Regions from separate parts of the Acanthopagrus latus genome. Here region 1 is linked to region 2. Evidence: chromatin contacts called from public Hi-C data. All regions are on one chromosome and are shown on one strand. The core of a region is the stretch at or near the end of the contact, and the rest is flanking DNA. Distances in the headings are between cores, read along the strand shown.

Region 1 (5,508 bases), core at 2,122-4,621, 160 kb before region 2:
GTTGGGCACAGACTCCAACAAATGTCACCTCATCATGATTTTAATAGTTTTCAGTGAAAATGAAAATGGTGATGCAAAAAATGATCATTCCCACTACCTGTGAATCATATCACAGTCAGAATATCTTTAAAAAAAAAAGAGAGAGAGAGAGAGATGTAAAAATGCACCATACCATGAAGCCCTCAGTAACACCCATGAAAAGAGCAGCATGCAGTGGTCATATTTTAAGCCATTTAAAAAATGATAATAATAATAAATAGGATGAATTCAATTTAATTTCAGATAGCTAGATTAATATTCTTAACATGATGTTGGAAAACTTGTACATTTAATTAATTAATATAATCTTAATATATCAATACTAACTTCGTGATTTCTGATAAATATTTGTGATAAATACTTGATTTTTCGGTTTTCGTTTTGTTTTTGGAAAATAAGGGAATTATTGTGTGTTTTTAATGGCAAAATGTAACAAATCGGGAGTAAAGTCTTGCAAGGAGGCTTGAAGTAAAAAAAAAACAAACAAACAATCAAAACAAAAAACGGTACCCGCTCTATTTTTGGAGTCAAAAGCCCCTGCAGACAGCGGGCCGGTCGGCTGCCTCACCTTTCTCTACGGCCCGCTTGAGGTTGTCCAGCATGCAGTCGTAGTGGACCTTGCAGAGCACCTTCTCCTCCACCAGAGCGAACTCCTCCCCGGTGGACAGCTGCCGCTTGCAGGAGAAGCAGGCGAAGCAGGCCAGGTGGTACACGTTGCCCTTCGCCCGGCGGACCCAGTCTGTGGAGTGGATGTTCCGGCCGCAGCATGCGCACCAGGTGCCGAATCTTCTGCAGGTGAAGGCGAGCACATCAGACACATGGGCATTAAAAGATCTGTTTACATCAGCTTCTTTTATTATTATTATTATTATTATTATTATTATTATTATTATTATTATTATTATTATTATTTACTTTTAAAAGTCAGTGAATTTCGTGTTTTATTCCAAGCAGAATGAAGTACTCCAAGAAAACTTTTTGGGATGAGATGGGCCCCGAATGAAATGAAATCATGAAGTTGATTTTTTTTTTTTTTTAACTGACTTATGCTGAAATGTGTGACGATGGAGAGCTGTGGTGTGGTGAACCATTGTGAATGTAAATAATTGAAATCATACATTTGAATTAAACACATTTACAGTAAGATATGGCAGGAAAATCCAGTCCAAAGTAAAGTCCAGCATCTATTATTATTATGTTCTTATTATTACTACTAATTATTATTGGGCTCACTCTTCTTCAACACGGTCGCTTGGATGCACGTACCGAAAGTAATCCAGTTTACAGAAAACCTCCTTTTCTTTGATGTAGCAGCTCGTGTGGCTGCCGAGTGAGGTCTGACACACGCTGCACGACAGACAGCGCACATGCCAGCACAGGTCGTTAACCTACAGCGGGGACCAGAGAAATGAGCGGAAGTCAATCAAGAGGGTTTTCAGGGTATAAGGCCTGGTTTGGAGTGCGAGCTGTTAAAACAACCACGAATCAAAAAGTGACGTAATAACAAAGAAAAACAATATCCATCATCCAAAATAAAAAAAAGGGAAAAAAGCACGAAAGACAATAAAAGAGCTGTCGGTGTTTTTACCTTTAATAAATATTTATCCACGATTTCCTCGTTGCAGCTGGCGCACACAGCTCTGCCCAACAGCGGGGCCATCGCCTGCAGCGACGACGCGTCCTCATCCAAAACCTCCACCGGCGCGCCCTGAAGGGATCAGACCTGCGGTGAGCGCACTTTACGCACAGGGACGCGTCCAACCTCCACAGCCCGCAGCGGCTGGCTACCACTGCTACTGCTACTACACGTGTGAGCCCCCACCTGTTACATCACCAAACTCAAGAAAACCAAATCACTCCGGTGGTTTCGGCTCTCTGCTCAATTAGCTTCAAGTATTTGCGGCGAGTAACCTCGACATTAACTACCATTGTTTCAAACAGGGGGAAAAAAGTCAAAAGTTAAAAGTTTTTTTTTTTAATTAACTGCATCCTTTTTTCTGTCTTTTTGTCTTTTGCCAGATGGAACAGTCGTTTTAAGTATTTGCCCTCGAGAATTTGCTTTGATTTTGAAACGCACAGTCACAATTATTATTCTTTTATTTCTTAAAAAAAAAAAAAAAAAAAAAACCTTCATCTGGATCACTCTGCCAACACATCAGGGTTCATCTTCCTTCCTACCATGATGTCCCTCCTGTCCTCAGAGCATTTGCCGAGCAGCTCCTCGTCCCCTTTGCAATCCTCGCACATGACAGCGGCGGTGCGTCCCCTCCTCTCCGACCCGCGGCAGCTGCCTTAAATGCCCCCTCGCTCCCGTCCCATAAATATCATGCCTTTCACTTTTTTCACCATGACAACCCCCCCGACGATTACCGAAAATGACATTTTAAAAGAGAAGGGTAGTCATTACTTACAAAAACAAGACAACACTTGAGCTAATACTTATCCGATGTGCATTATGTGCTTGAGATCTGCATTTTGGGGGGATTCGGCGACTTGCACCGCGCGCGTTTAAGACACCCCCCCCCCCCCACACACCCACCCCCACACACACACACACACACACACACACACATACACACACCACGCCAATTTCACGCGTCAATCAAAGAAGCAGCGCGAGGTCTCCTGGAAAAGGGGGTTTGATTTTTTTAATAACAGCAATTAAAAAAGGCTAAGTTCACCACACACACACACACACACACACACACAAAACGTCTTACCGGGCCAAGCGAAAAGGTGAAGAGGTCTCATTAACTACTTGAGTTTTAATTGCGGAATTCAAGGAGGGGTAATTTTCTGCGACATTTCTTCAAATTGTGAAAATACCGAGCTGTCAGCGTGTGGACCGGACCGGCTCTAATGACAGAGGCTTAGGGCTCCATTCCCCCCCCCCCAACACACCCCACACTTTAATTTAATCACCTCAAACCCCGCCGGCGTCGCTCAGTCACAACAACGATAAAAAGAAGAAGAAGAAAAAAACCTCACCTCATCGTTGGACAGCACCGATCCGCTCTCGTCCTCGCTCACGACGCAGCACTCCACTTTGACCTCACTTTTCCAGCGCATGTCTGCGTCCAGGAGGCTCCCCCGGTGCCAGAGTCAAACTTCTTCCTTTTCTTTCTGTTTGTTTGTTTCTGTCTTTCTTTCTCCTCCAGGATTGCTCTCTCAGTCTGTATATGTGTGTGTGTGTGTGTGTGTGTGTGTGTGTGCCCCGAGCTGTTTCCAGAGGGGCGGATCGTAATTCATATTTCCCTGTCTTCTCTGGCCGCGCCTCCCCTTTTTGGAAATAAGCTTGTTGTGTGGCTTTGAGGAGGAGGAAGATGAAGAGGAGAGTGTGTGTGTGTGTGTGTGTGTGGGGGGGGGGGGGGGGGGGGGGGGGGATAAAAAAATAAAGTCTGTCACAGTTGTGTTCTTCCAAGATGCGATTTTAATTGAGATTTGCCTACACTTAACTTCAGAGATGACACACAATGCATTGTGATTTCACATAACTGTAATTCTTGAGGTGCACTTCAGGTGTTCTAATGATCTGCTACACATACACACACACACACACACACACACACACTTCTGAGGGAAATGCACTCCTCACTCCGCTTGTTTATCTGACACCTGCAGTCATCGGCTACTTTCCACATTGAAAAAAAAAAAAAAAAAAGTGTGATCGTCTGATGATGAACATGATGTATTTTGTTGTCATTAAACTTAATTGTTAGGGACTAACACTTCAACCACAATCAGCCAGGATTCTAAAACACATCAGAATCGGAAAAAAAAAAAAAAAGAGAGAGAGAGAAAACTCTTGGGTACTTTCAGCAGCTGTTCTGCAGAGCGAGCACATTTCCTTGTGCTGCTTCGAGTGTGTTTTGTTGCTCATATTTCTGTCCTTGTGCCTGCTCACACCTTCGAGTGCAGGGCCTTGTGTTGTAATTAAGTGTTTTTTATAAAAGGCTAGAGAAAATCTTTTCCACTACCGGTTATTACACCCATGAACATGACAGGTATGTTGACTCTGACCAGCATAGCAGACAAAGTACTGAATCTTTTAGTGTGCTAATATTTAATGATGTTTAAAACAGCTTGAGAGATCTGTTTGTGCAGCGGTTCCTTGACTGGACGATATATTGACGTTGGCCTATCACAGTAATATATCAGCATCGGCCTAAATGTTGCCTGATCGGCACCGATAAGTAAAAGGAACTGATCTGACATGACGATGACGAAGAAGTGATGTCATTTTGGACAGTAACATTTATTGTTTAACTGTAAAACATCCTGCCTCTGTGACATAATCCAGTGTTTGATTACCACATTTGAGGGATCACTGAAGAAACAACATGTGTGTGTATTGGCCCACTCTTTTAAAAATTGGTATCAGCATATAGAAAACTGAGTCAGACGATGATTATGATCCCTTGAAATCTGTCAGTGTGTACTTGCTGTCCCTCCTTACTCACTGACTGAATTGTGATTATTTCTTCTTTCACCCCCTTATTTTGTATGAATCACTTTAATTGACCCAAAGAGGAAGCATGACTCTGTAATCCACAAGAGGAAAAAAGCAAACCAGAAAGAAAAAAGATAACTTTAACTTTCAAGGTTTCGTTTCATTTCTGCTTCCAAAACCTTGCAGTGATTTTACGACCCACTCGAAGGCATACAAAGATGAACCCCGCTGACACCCACGATTTTGTACTGCCCAGGGGGCCCCCAAGGGTGGTCGGAGGAACCACAGCCACCCCGAAACAGTTGTTTATGAGTGCCACCCCCCTCCCTTCAGGAGTCACATAGGCATAGTGTGCTTCTACCTGGTATTTTACACCTGGTCCTGATCATTTACAGTAAATCAATAATTATAATAAAAAAAAATGCACAGCCAGCTCAGCTGACCTCTGAGGTTTGCTCATAAATATGACCCTTTTTTTGGCCCCCATAAAATTTCTATATACTTATATATTATTATTATATATCTGTTAGTTTGTCTACAAGTTGTGAGGTTAGAGTTAGAATACTTTGTAGCTTAAGTCGGCCTATAAAGACAGACCGGTGAACTGACAAGTCTCTCTTCTGCCTTATTTCAGGCATCGAACTGGAATCTCATTCAAGAATCCATTGACTTCAAGACGAGGTAAGCAGAAGTGCAAAGATACTCTCTGATTTCCAGGATTTATGACCACAAACTAAACAACCATATTTCCTCAACTAGTGTAATAACACTGCTTCATGGTCGTAACCTAGGTGGGAGCTGAGCTACCACTAATAATACTCTGCTTCATATTGGGTTGTTGGATCTCAAAAAGGAGGAAAATAAAGGGAAAATATTGTTAGATTTTTCAAACATTCTGTGTATAAATACACGGTCTGCTTGAAACAAAACAATGAGGAGGGAAAACCAATGTCATCTTAGTACAAGGGATTACCTGTGCTTGACTAAATGTACTTAATTACTTTCCACCACTGCTCTTT
Region 2 (5,550 bases), core at 2,674-5,173:
ACACATGCTGTTTTTTTTGTTGTTTTTTTCAGTCGAAATATATAAGTTTCAGACGCTGCAAATGAAATGCCCTCTCCCTCCTCTTCATGTTTTTTTCTCTCTGATCTACATCTTTCAATCTATTTTAGACTGAATTGTAGAAAGGAATATATCATTTTGCAGTGTTTGTTGTAAAAGTGGAAAAGAAAAGTGTTTGCATTTTTCCATATTTTGTTGTTGTTGTTTTCTTTTCCTTTTTGGATTGATCTCTGGAGGAGGGTCTGAACTCATTTATTCTGCAATAATGCAGAAAAAACAACCTACTTTGTTATTATTATAAAATGTATAAAATGTACAGTTTGTTTACAGCAATCATTTGAATGTTTGTCATTTCTCAGTTTAAGAAATAAATAATTGAATGATCACACAATGTCTTTTTGGCACTGTATATAAAATACAAAAATGTAAAATGTAAGACTCAAATTGTGCTGATCAACTTTGACTGTTTAACTGGCAGCTGATCATAAGAAAACCCTGCAGATTGTGGGCATGTTGTTCCCTCTAGTGGACTCTGGTGAGCACTGCAGGCGTCTCACTTCTGCTTCTTCTTGTTGAGGTAGCTCTGATAATAGAAGTTACTGAAGAGGACGATGAGGGTGACGCAGTAACCGAACACCACCAAGTTCATAGAGTCGGGGAAGTCGCACTCTGTGAACAGGTTGTAGCCCGTGTGCAGGAGGAACAGCAGGAACTGCACCTGGAGAGGCAGCAGGACGAGTTCAGGTCGCACCTATACACGTATATACACAAATCGTTTTCTTACAGAAGGGAGACGCTCACCAGCTGCAGGGACGTCAGGTATTTCTTCCACCACAGGTACTTCTGCATGTGAGGGCCGATGGCGGCCAGGCCGTAGTACGAGTACATCACGATATGGACGAAGGTGTTGACCAGGCCAATGAAGAAAGCTGCAGGATACGGAACGAACAAGGAAATGCAAAAACAATCAGAGCAGCGTGAGGAAATAAACGATGTAGAAAATTCAAGTGCTGATAGTGAGAGAACTGAGGAACCAAAACTAAGCAAAAACTAAAAGAATTAAAGGTTTCACTGGACTTAATTTAAGACACAGGCGTCTTTAAAATATAATGGCAGTCAGACGTAGGATGCTTGTTTTTAGACAATTCTCACATAATGCAAGAAAGCATAAATATAAATTGTTCATACTTATTTTGAAGTGGAATTTTGTCCAGTGTATCAAAACTGGCACACTTTTCATCTTTGAATGATATGTGTGTGTCACCAAGATTTATGTAGATTTTAACTCCCAATATTTAGGCTTAGTTTCAGAGCATTTCAGTCACACTAAACAGTGTTTAGCGCTTGTTATTCACATTTATATATATATAAAATAAAAATAAAAATCTGTCATCTGATCATCTGTTGAATTACATAGTCCAGTTCAACATCATCGTACCATCACACAACAAACACACCTCTCACTCCCTCTGTATTGAGCCCCTGGGTACAAAACAGAACTACCGATATCTAGAATCTGGGAAAAAAAAATTCTGTCCTATGGTTATTTTAACTCAAAAAAAGACCCAAACCAGCGGTGTGTTAGCTCGTCTCTCAATGCCTTCCAACTTGCCTAACTTGTCAGTGGCACAAATACATGTTTTTTGTTTTAAAAAGGCGCCGAGTTGTTCATGAAAGCAGCTGGGCGGGTTTCTGTTAACAATAACAAATATAGAATATGCTTAATTTGAAACTCAGGCTTTTTTTTTTTAACCAAAATAGTTGACTTACACTGTCCGCCGGCCACATACTTGACTCCCGCCCACCAGTTGAAGATCATGGTGGCGTGGTGGTAAACATGAAGGAAAGTCACCTGGCTGTCCTTCTTCCTCAGGATGAAGAAGAACTGCTCATGACGGAGGAGAAGAGGAGACCGTCACGCTCTGGAGTTCCGGCTGTCACACCTCAAATTCTTTCACATCCAGCGTTTACATGTGTACTTACCGTGTCGCTGAGCTCTATCACCTTGGAGAAGAAAAACCACCAGCAGACTCTGGCCATCTAGAGGACGGGAAAACAATGAGTTTGACATATTCTACTGTACGTTTTATTTTTAAAAGTGCCGATAGAAATATCATTTGGTGAAATGTGTGGCTTGTGACAGACCAAACACATCGAAGTGACCAAAGCATGACGTGAGGCGTGCTTACCCTCATGGCCAGCGGACTGGTGCTGTAATCTACAGGCTGACAGAGTAAACTGTAGTTTGAGAGCCAAGACGTGACCAGGAACTGTGTGTAAATATTCAGAGAGTTACTTCAAATCCAACGATACACAAGTAATATAATTAGGCAGCAGCATCGACTAAATATCCAAGTAAATCTTAATATTTTAGATCATGCAGCACACACACACACACCTCGTAGCACATGTAGGCGGACAGGGCGACCATGGCGAAGTTGTAAACAATGAGGACGACTTTGAGGTCAACCGGCTGTCTGTGTCTCATCAGACGGGGGCCGGCCCAGACCGCACCGAGGTAGATCAGGAAGATGATTGCCACCGGGACGGGGGAGTAGACCAGCAGCCACGGGTCCGTCCTCTTGTCTGGAACACACAGAGTTCTGTGTCAGGGACTCGAAGGCATCATTTAGAAACAAGTCAGAAGGGACCTATTACTGACCTATTTTTATTTATTTATGTGTGTTTTACAGGCTGTTGTGTGTGTAAAATGTCTTGTGAGCCAACAGAAGCTCAACAAACCCCCCTGAACATCTCGCCAGGAGTCCCACTGTTTTTTTGCGACTTTGTGACATCACACTACATCACCATGTCACACATTTCCGTAATTGATCCCTATAAATATGGCGGAAGTGAGGTTGTAAACATTACAGAGCCGATTGGAGACACAGTGAGCGCTGCAGGCTCAGGCGTGTGTGAGCTGACCAATCAGAGGAGACTGGGTTCTTGGGGGCACGTTATAAAGAGACAGGAGTACAAGAAAACTGATGTGTTAAAGCATCAGAGTAACACATTTTTAAGAGCTGCAATGATTTTCCCAAACTCTTATCCCTCCCTAAAGACAGTTTCTGTTGAAGTCCGCAAAGTTCAGGTCTTTACAGTTTGTCTGCAGTCTTATCAACGTCAACCAAACCCCCATCCAAAAAAACACTTAAATGTTGAATACATTTGTTTTGGTCTGGTGAATCTGGGTCCCTGCTCCTTCTCCTCCTAGACTATGTTTCCACCACTGTAACAAGATAATACCATTTGAATAGAGTCATGGTGGTTCATGCATGTGACGAGCCACAGAGCAGTCATTGTGAAGGCTCGCTGTGGAGCACATCTGCATCTCACAACTCCCCCACACTGAACACACACACACACACACACACACACACACACACACACACACACACACACACACACACACACACACAGTCCAGGCTTGTCTTACACACTGAGAATGTCTTAAACAAATGCAAGATAAACTGTATACGAGAGGAAAAACACAATTTTAATCATACCTCCATTGTCCACTATCCTCTGGTGCACAGAGAGGACACTTTGCCACAGAGAAGCCATCTGGGGAAAAAAAATAAAAAAAAGTTATTATTGCAAACGCTCAAATGTGCAGCATGTAAAGAGAGAAGTCTACTCACTGAGTGTGTTTCAACACGCTGGAGAACCTTTGGACACAAGTTGGCAACTAGTTATTAGCAAAGTTCAACATGCAGCTGCAGCAGCACGCCCTGCGGACAGATCAGGTCCTCCCTGAGGCGAATGAATGAGGACACAAACAAACTGCAGCAGACTTTCACCGGACAGCTCAGGACACGAACTAAATCAGATCTGTGCACACAGCAGCTGCAGACGCGGAGCACACTTCCACCTGAGGAGGAAGTCACTGAGAAGGTCTGGATCACTTCCTGTTTTTCTTGGCTTCGGTTTGGAGAACTTTTTGTCTTTTTGGGGCGGAACGGCTGGTTGATCCGTGTTCGTCCCAGCAGGGGGCGCTGTTTCCTCCAGTAGTCTGACGCTGAAAGATAAAATAACTCCGTGTGTAGCAGTAACACACAGAAACTCATTATGATACGAAAGCAGATTTTTTTTAATTTTGATTTAAAAAATAGCATTTTTTTAGAAAAAGAAATCACTTTCTCCATGACACATTATTACACAGAACATCTTGTTTGGCAGTTGACATGCACCATCAGCCTGCATCAATCGTGATGTTTGTTTGTCTTGTGTCTGAGCTGTTACTGTCCAAAGGTACAATCTCTTCACTTTGTTTGAACAAACACTGCAGTTTTATTGCGGTAACAAACACAACAGTTATCTCACAAGATGCATGTAAAATGGCCCTAAACCTGAGATGATATTACTTTTATTTTAGGATGCCATCAATGTAACTTCATAGCGAGACTAGTCATCATAATAACACAGTGATAAAAAAATTAAAAAAAACATAATCTACAATGCATCATCTTAAACTGCTATTGTCTAAGAGGATACTCTTACAGTATACAGGATATGCAGATTTTTAAAAAAGTATAAAAAAAATATATATATTATAGTGTTAAAATGATCTTGATGTCATTGTGTTTGTAATTCCATCACTGATGACGCCGTGACAAAAAAACACACGTTCGTGGAAAAACTTCATGTTGGACATTTGCACACAACTCCATCAGGATTCCTGTTTGACAGTGCTGAAGAAGGAGCTGAGGGAGAGCTGTCTGCTGCCGCTGTGATCTGCACTCAGTCTGGGCTTTTTAGAGGTCGCTGCTTTCTTGACGCCGACGGTCTTTTGTCTTTTTCCATCCTGAACGAGACGAGCAGACATGAACGATACAAGTGGAATCTGCTGTTAGAACAGTAATTTTACAGTGAGGTGTATTTTTGAAAAATAAATATTCAGAAGTACTTGCCTTAGGTGTTTTATCTTTTTGACCGTGCACAGAGTCACATAGCTTCACAATCTAAAAAAGATAAGACAGAACTCTAAGGAGTCGGCACAGTGGAAATTCACATGTTAGAGCAGCTCAAGAGTCGGAGGCAGAGGGGAAAACAGAGACAGAATATAAAACAAGATGCTGATTGAAGGTGTAATGTACAAGAATTTTTTCTGAAACGTTAAAAAATAATACTTTAATTAACAACAGAAGGTGAAGAAAAAATATAATAATGATTACTGGTGTTATGTCAAAAATGGATTGTGTTACAGTCAAGTCAACCTGCTGACCAGCTGTCACCACGCCACTTTTTTTTTTTACCTCAAGAGCTGATAGTCTGATAATGAACAAAACCAGCACTTCTCTTGTGCTCCGAGCTCCCAATACAGTCAACTACTACATCCGCAGTCTGTGAGGCTAACTGAGCTTACCAGCAAACAGAAGCAGCAGTTAACAGCTACTCCAATGATACGCTGCTGATATATGTTTGGAACAGGCCTATGAATTCAACAGGTGGCCAGTTCTTACATACAGCGCCTTTAAGTACAGAATATGCACCTTTCACATAGACAAAGTAATTACACAGCATTACCTTGCT

The links. A called contact is a pair of places that touch in the nucleus more often than the background predicts.
Region 1: a Hi-C map of liver shows a contact between it and region 2, with 6 times the contacts expected there. The contact joins the promoter of LOC119028023 here to the promoter of elovl8b in region 2. A contact is called at or near these places in 2 of 4 Hi-C or Micro-C datasets (liver and muscle).

The regions. Positions count from the first base shown.
Region 1 is chr11:11,957,643-11,963,150 of fAcaLat1.1, reverse strand. LOC119028023 (LIM/homeobox protein Lhx8) reads right to left here and starts at 3,371. Exons shown (of 8, transcript XM_037113492.1): 1 at 3,028-3,371; 2 at 1,628-1,747; 3 at 1,273-1,427; 4 at 608-828. The coding sequence starts at 3,108.
Region 2 is chr11:11,794,431-11,799,980 of fAcaLat1.1, reverse strand. It overlaps elovl8b (ELOVL fatty acid elongase 8b), which reads right to left and starts at 3,923. Exons shown (of 8, transcript XM_037113830.1): 1 at 3,660-3,923; 2 at 3,525-3,582; 3 at 2,417-2,604; 4 at 2,208-2,288; 5 at 2,002-2,058; 6 at 1,789-1,903; 7 at 820-947; 8 at 1-736. The coding sequence starts at 3,582. The coding sequence ends at 572. mutyh (adenine DNA glycosylase) reads right to left here. Exons shown (of 14, transcript XM_037113828.1): 14 at 4,085-4,822. The coding sequence ends at 4,688. It overlaps LOC119028177 (zinc finger protein GLIS1), which reads left to right. Exons shown (of 14, transcript XM_037113814.1): 14 at 1-402.